2 separate regions of the Hordeum vulgare genome follow, and region 2 is linked to region 1. A link is a contact called in public Hi-C data. All regions are on one chromosome and are shown on one strand. The core of a region is the stretch at or near the end of the contact, and the rest is flanking DNA. Distances in the headings are between cores, read along the strand shown.

The links. A called contact is a pair of places that touch in the nucleus more often than the background predicts.
Region 2: a contact with region 1 is called in a Hi-C map of leaf, with 4 times the contacts expected there. The contact joins the enhancer-like site here to the promoter of LOC123406025 in region 1. A contact is called at or near these places in 4 of 6 Hi-C or Micro-C datasets (leaf and seedling).

Annotation. Positions count from the first base shown.
Region 1 is chr6H:464,466,236-464,468,935 of MorexV3_pseudomolecules_assembly, forward strand. It overlaps LOC123406025 (zinc-finger homeodomain protein 7-like), which reads right to left and starts at 1,355. Exons shown (of 1, transcript XM_045099527.1): 1 at 1-1,355. The coding sequence starts at 846.
Region 2 is chr6H:464,772,863-464,775,803 of MorexV3_pseudomolecules_assembly, forward strand. No RefSeq gene overlaps it. Among protein-coding and RNA genes, the nearest start is that of LOC123406025, 310 kb to the left of the region's middle. Within about 2 kb of position 1,504, at least 3 of the 3 cell types and tissues checked have open chromatin away from gene starts, as enhancers often do. A contact at or near this core is called in leaf and seedling, where this site is marked.

The sequences.
Region 1 (2,700 bases), core at 105-2,604:
CGGGGACGGCGAGGGCGAGGGGACCACCAGCACCGGCTCGCGGCGGTGGAAGCTGCGGTGGCAGCCGCACGCGGCGCAGGCCAGCGCGGCCACCCCGTCGCCCGGGGACGGCATGAACTCGCCGCAGCCGTCGAGCACGTGCGCGCCCATCCGCGCGGCGTGGTTCCGCAGGCACTCCCTGTACCTCCACGGCAACGGCTCCGGTCCCGTGGCGCCACCGTGCTCGCCCGGTGCCCTTGTGGAGGAGCCGGTGACGATGGCAAGCGTAGGCGGCGGGGGAGGCATGGCGCCACCACCAAGAACGCCGTTTCTTGCCGGCTCATGCTGGCGCTGGCGCTGGTGCTGCGGCTGCTGCTGGTGGTGGTGCTGGCGGTGGGCCTCCCCAGGTGCTGCCTCCACCGTTCTCTCCCGCTCCCTCTCACTGTCCATCCTTCTCCGGTTGGGATGCTGGTGCTGGGGCAAGAGGAAGCCGGGCGGCGCCTGCGGCGGCGGCGGCGGCGAGGAGACGAGGGAGGAGTTGGGAGGCAGGAGGGGCCTGGAGAAAGCGGCTGCCTCCATCAACGAGGAGGGCGAGGAAGCAGCCGCGGCAGGCGAGCCAAGAACCTGGGGAGCTCGGCCGTGCATGTGCAGGTGCTGCGGGGGCGCGGCCGTGGCGGGCGCCGTGGTGTAGTGATGACGATGATGGTGCTGGTGCTGGTGCTGGTGCCGACGGTCCTCCCTCATCACCCCCTCTTCCTGCTCCTCGTCTTCCTCCTCGTCCTCCTCCTCATCGTCCTCCTCCTCTTCCTCCTCCTCCCCGTCCAGCTCCTCGTCCTCCTCCACATGCGATGGCCTCTTGTACTCCATGGACGGCTCGCTCCGGTGCGATTAGGACCGGAGATTCTTTGCCGTGGTGTGTTTCTTGGGCGGTGGGGTTGTTGGGGCGTGCTGTGCTGTGCTGTGCTGTGTTGTGACTTGTTCTAACTTGTAAGCTGGAAACTTATAGCTAGGTTTGTGGTGGAGCAGGGAGGGGGGTGTTGGCCTCAAGGGGGAAAGAGGGCAAGGGAGCTGAGCTTAACGGAGGATGATATGGTGGCAGGCTGGTTAGCGATGGGTTATTAGGGTGAGCATAGTGGCGGTCAGTAACCACATGGCATCCATAAAGCGGGGAATGTCTCCTTGGGAGAGAGCTAGCTATCTACTATCTGCATCTATCTATCTCTCTATCTATCTATCTCGCTAGCCCGTCTTATCTATGTCAAAAGAAAGAAACCAGGGCGAGCAGGAAGCGGGGTGAAGGGAAAGAGGGCGCGCGCGCAAAGGGGTTGGCGAGGTGACGGCAGAGAGAAAGTGGCCGCCCGCTGCCTGCTGGGAGTGGGAGTGGGAGTGGGGTGCGGTTTTGCTTCAAGGAGCCTAGCCTAGCCTAGTCGTGCTGGTACTACTACGCCACTGCACTGTGCACTCCACGGGTGATTTTCAGGGAGAGGGAGGGGAGGAAGAAGCCCATGCCCTGCGCGCCGACAGGGCCCATGTTTCGCCACCGCGCTCCCACGGGAAAGACTGCAGCGCGATGGATCGCCATTGCTACCAGCTGCGTTGCTGCCGTCTCTGCGTGTGCATGGCGTGCCCTAGCTAGCTTCCTTGATGGCGCAACGCTCCAATGCTCGCCCTGCGGTGAGCGGGCGACCGACCGATCGAGCACCGCAATAACTGCACGCGCCGTGCCGTGGTATTTGCCTGCCCCTGTTGCCAACCCCCCACCATTGACCCCAACTACGCCCATGCCTCCTCTTGCGCTGCCCGGTCACCCTATGCGTTTTTTTGATTATTTCGGTTCAGGTAGTTCAGTTTATGGATAATTTGGGTATTTAAAAATGAGAACCGAAACTTTTATATGTTAAAAAATACTCGAACCTAAATTACCCAAACTTTTGGTTCGGGTAATTCGGATACCCAAAAAATCCGAAATATTTGAAGCACACATCAACTTTTGGTATGAATAATTTAAATAGTATGAGTATTTTAGCTAGTATGGGTAACATAACAGTGTAATAATATACAACTAATTTTTTTTGTCGATCCTAAGGATGCTAACAAGTATGCAAGCTCCAGCGATCCTTTTATGCACTGGAGCAAGGATCTTGGAGTTGGAATGTACGCTTTGATGATATGATCAAACCTTTTTGATTTATACAAAGTTTATGAGAAACTTGTATTTCCAAGAAAGTGAGTGAGAGCACTATAGAATTTCTGATAAATACATGTGGTTGACATATTGTTGATCCAAAATGATGTAGCATTTCTGTAAAGCATATAGGGTTGTTTGAAATGTGCTTTTCAAAGAAAACTTGGATTAAGCTACTTGAACACTAAGCATCAAGATCTATAAAGATATATCAAAACACCTGATAAAACTTTCAATGAATACATACCATGACAAGACTTTGAAGGAGTTCAAAATAGATCAATCAAAGAAGGAGTTCTTGAATATATTGTAAGGAGTGAATTTGAGTAAAGACTCACAGATTGACCACAGTAGAAGAAAGAGAAAGAACGATGATCGTCCCCTATGCCTTAGCTGTAGGCTTTATAGTATGCTATGTTGTGTACCACACCTGATGTGTGCCTTGCCATGAATCTGTCAAGGGGTACAAGAGTGATCCAGGAATGGATTACTAGACAACGATCAAGATTATCCTTAGTAACTTGAGGAGTAAGGAA
Region 2 (2,941 bases), core at 254-2,753, 310 kb after region 1:
CCAATATCCCTAATAATTGTTGGTGTCCACTCCGTGATCTTAGTTTCTTGAAGGCAGAGAATTGCAACGCGGTGTGCTAAAGCTACCTCGCAAATGGCCGCTCTCTTGACTGGGTTGTTCAGTCCCCGGACATTCCATGAAATAACTGGGAGAAGGTTGTCATTCATTTGGAGACAGTAACAAACTCCAATGGCTAAATAAACTAGATGGCCTCTGGCCCATGCTACCATACAAGGGGGGCGCCGACGTCCACCAATATGCCCCAGAATACGTCGACGATGATGATCTCTACCACTAACCTTAGACATGAAACTAAAACCTAACTCAGACCAGCTACTAGCCGGCCGCCATTGGAGCTGTTGGAAGGCTAACATACTACACCTCGGCCTCCGCGGCATGTCCATCGGGTCCCGCCATGCGTGCCATGACGCGCAGCGCACCGCTGTCTAAGTGTGTGAGCTTCGCAATGACAGCGATGTCGCTGTCCGACAGTGGCTCCTCGAAACGCCTGATGAGCGCTTTTGCGACGTCCTCGGTCAGCTTCTCTCTCGGTCCTAAGAGCCCTAGTTCCTTGACGATGCGAAAGGAGGCACGCTGCGCCACCGGAATAGACGAAGTGTTAGCTGCAAGACGGGCGTTGTGCCTAGTTGGAGTGGCTGCAGCACGGCTCTTTGGCGGCGCTGATGGTCTTCTAGCCGGCGTGGCGAGGATGGCCGGCTCTGTTGCGCGGAAGAGTTCCTAGTGGTGTCTTCCACATCTATCTTTAGTATTGTTGGGGTTTGCGTCACAGAAATTAGATCCATTCGAAGAAACCATTTTAAATGAGGGTAGTGCGCCTGGATGAATTAACCACGACTTCTTATGTCTCAAAATATAAAATACCATGACTTTTTCCCATGCATATAATACAAGTAGATGGAAATGTCGAAAAACATATACACGTAAATGGAGCCGTATGGTCTATGCAAAACGTGTTTATACATGGAGGGTAATCGGACAGGCGATCACGGTATAAGCGTGAGCTTGCTCATTCTACACCCTTGCATTACGGAGAGTAACAGGTCAAAGCTTCTACACGGCTTTCCTGCCGAATTAAGCTTGAAGATATACACGTTGATAGAGTACAATGACAGGCATGCATCAATATCAGCATCCGGTATGGTCTCAGCATCACATTTGAATTGATCACATGCGTACAAACCAAATTAAATTGGTGTTAAACAAAGGGGCACGATTCATCATCAAAGAGGGTTTTCAGAGCATTTAGCACGCCTTTTCTCTACGACTCCCATAATAAACAAAAAGCTGAAACAGTGCATATCCTCGACTAAGCTGAGCTTGGCCCCATGGCCCCCGCGATTTACACGCCAATTATGGCGCCATAATTCCGTGATGATTGAACCCCCGCACGCGGTTTTCGTGAACAAAGTGCGCGGCTCCAGGACGTGGCGCTTGGACGGCCGCGTGGCGACACAAAATCTGCGCGTCATTCATCCGCGCAGGAGTCCGTCCGGAGCCGGTTTCGGTCCACAGCAGGCAGCGGCGGCAGCATGGGCGCGCGGCTGGACCCGTTCCTGCTGCTTTCTTTGACGGACCATCCCAACATCAGATCACAAGACAGCGCACGCACGTACGGGCTGGATCAGAAAGTTTTTTGTTTCGCTGAACAAGCACAGCAATGTGTGATTTCATTTTTTCGCTGTGCATGTGCTGTGATCTTTAATTACCTTTTCAAGGTGGCTGTTATAAATCTGTCGTCTGATTTGTACGTCCGATTGAACGAGCCCTCATCGTCAGATTAAATTCCCGACATGGACCAGAGGCCGCGTGGTGCTCCAATACAGCACCGACAGCGTCCGACGAACTCCATTGCAACTTCGAGAAACTCCATTGCAGCCGGTGAAGCACCAACACAGCACCGATGCTCCGACGAAGCTCCATTACAACTCCGGCGAAGCTTCAACGCAGCACAGACGCGTCCGCGAAAAGCTTCATTGCAGTTCCGGCGTAGCTTCAACGCAACAAGGCATGTCCGACGAAGCTCCATTACAACTCCGACGAGTCTTCATTGCAGCCCGTCGTTGCACCATTGCAGCTAAGGCGATGCTCCCAATAGCTTGAAGGCAACATCATCGGAGTTGCAGCGCCCACGTCGGCCCTCGTCGCGGTCGTCGTTGCAAAAGCGCGTCACTGGAGTGTGAGCTTGGCATCGGGTGCTGCAAAAGCCGCCCCGCGGGCTGGTGCGACGAGGACCGGGGTGATGAGGAGAGGCGAAGCATGGGGATGGAGGTAGAAGACGAAGTAGAAATAAATCTGGCTCTAGGAGGGGAAGAGATAAGGTTGGGAGTAAAAAAAAGAAACATGAAAGGCAACATGTGGGTGTCTCGCGTGGTGCGTGGATCACGACGCGTGGCGTGCGGAAGACCCGACTGATTTGCAGAGAAATCAGCCGGTTGATTCTAAACGTTTTTCATAGTAAAAATGCCCATGCGTTACATCGGAGGAAAAAGACACAACTTGCATAATGTGTCATTGCGCATCATTTTTCATTTTCAATTTAATAAATGTTAATAATAATGTAAAATGTGGAAATTTTTGCACAAACTCATCTCACTTATGTTCCCCATTAAGGGTGTGTTTGATTTACTCGGTAGCTTCACGTTGCATCGCATGAGGGATCCATGATGAACATGACCGTTGACTTGATGCAAAGATGAGAAGAGACGAGTGTTTGGTGAACATGCATGAGATGGCTGCACGAGATGGGGAACGGAGATCAAGCGGCAGCGCGGGGCGGCAGGATCCGCGATCGGCGCTCCAGATGAAGGGGCCTGGCATGCAGTGGCGCTCGGTGGCGGAATCCAGCGTGTGGCTACGCGAACCGGTAGGATCCGACTCGCAGTGACTTGACCACGGCAGCGACGGCGATTGGTCGGGGACG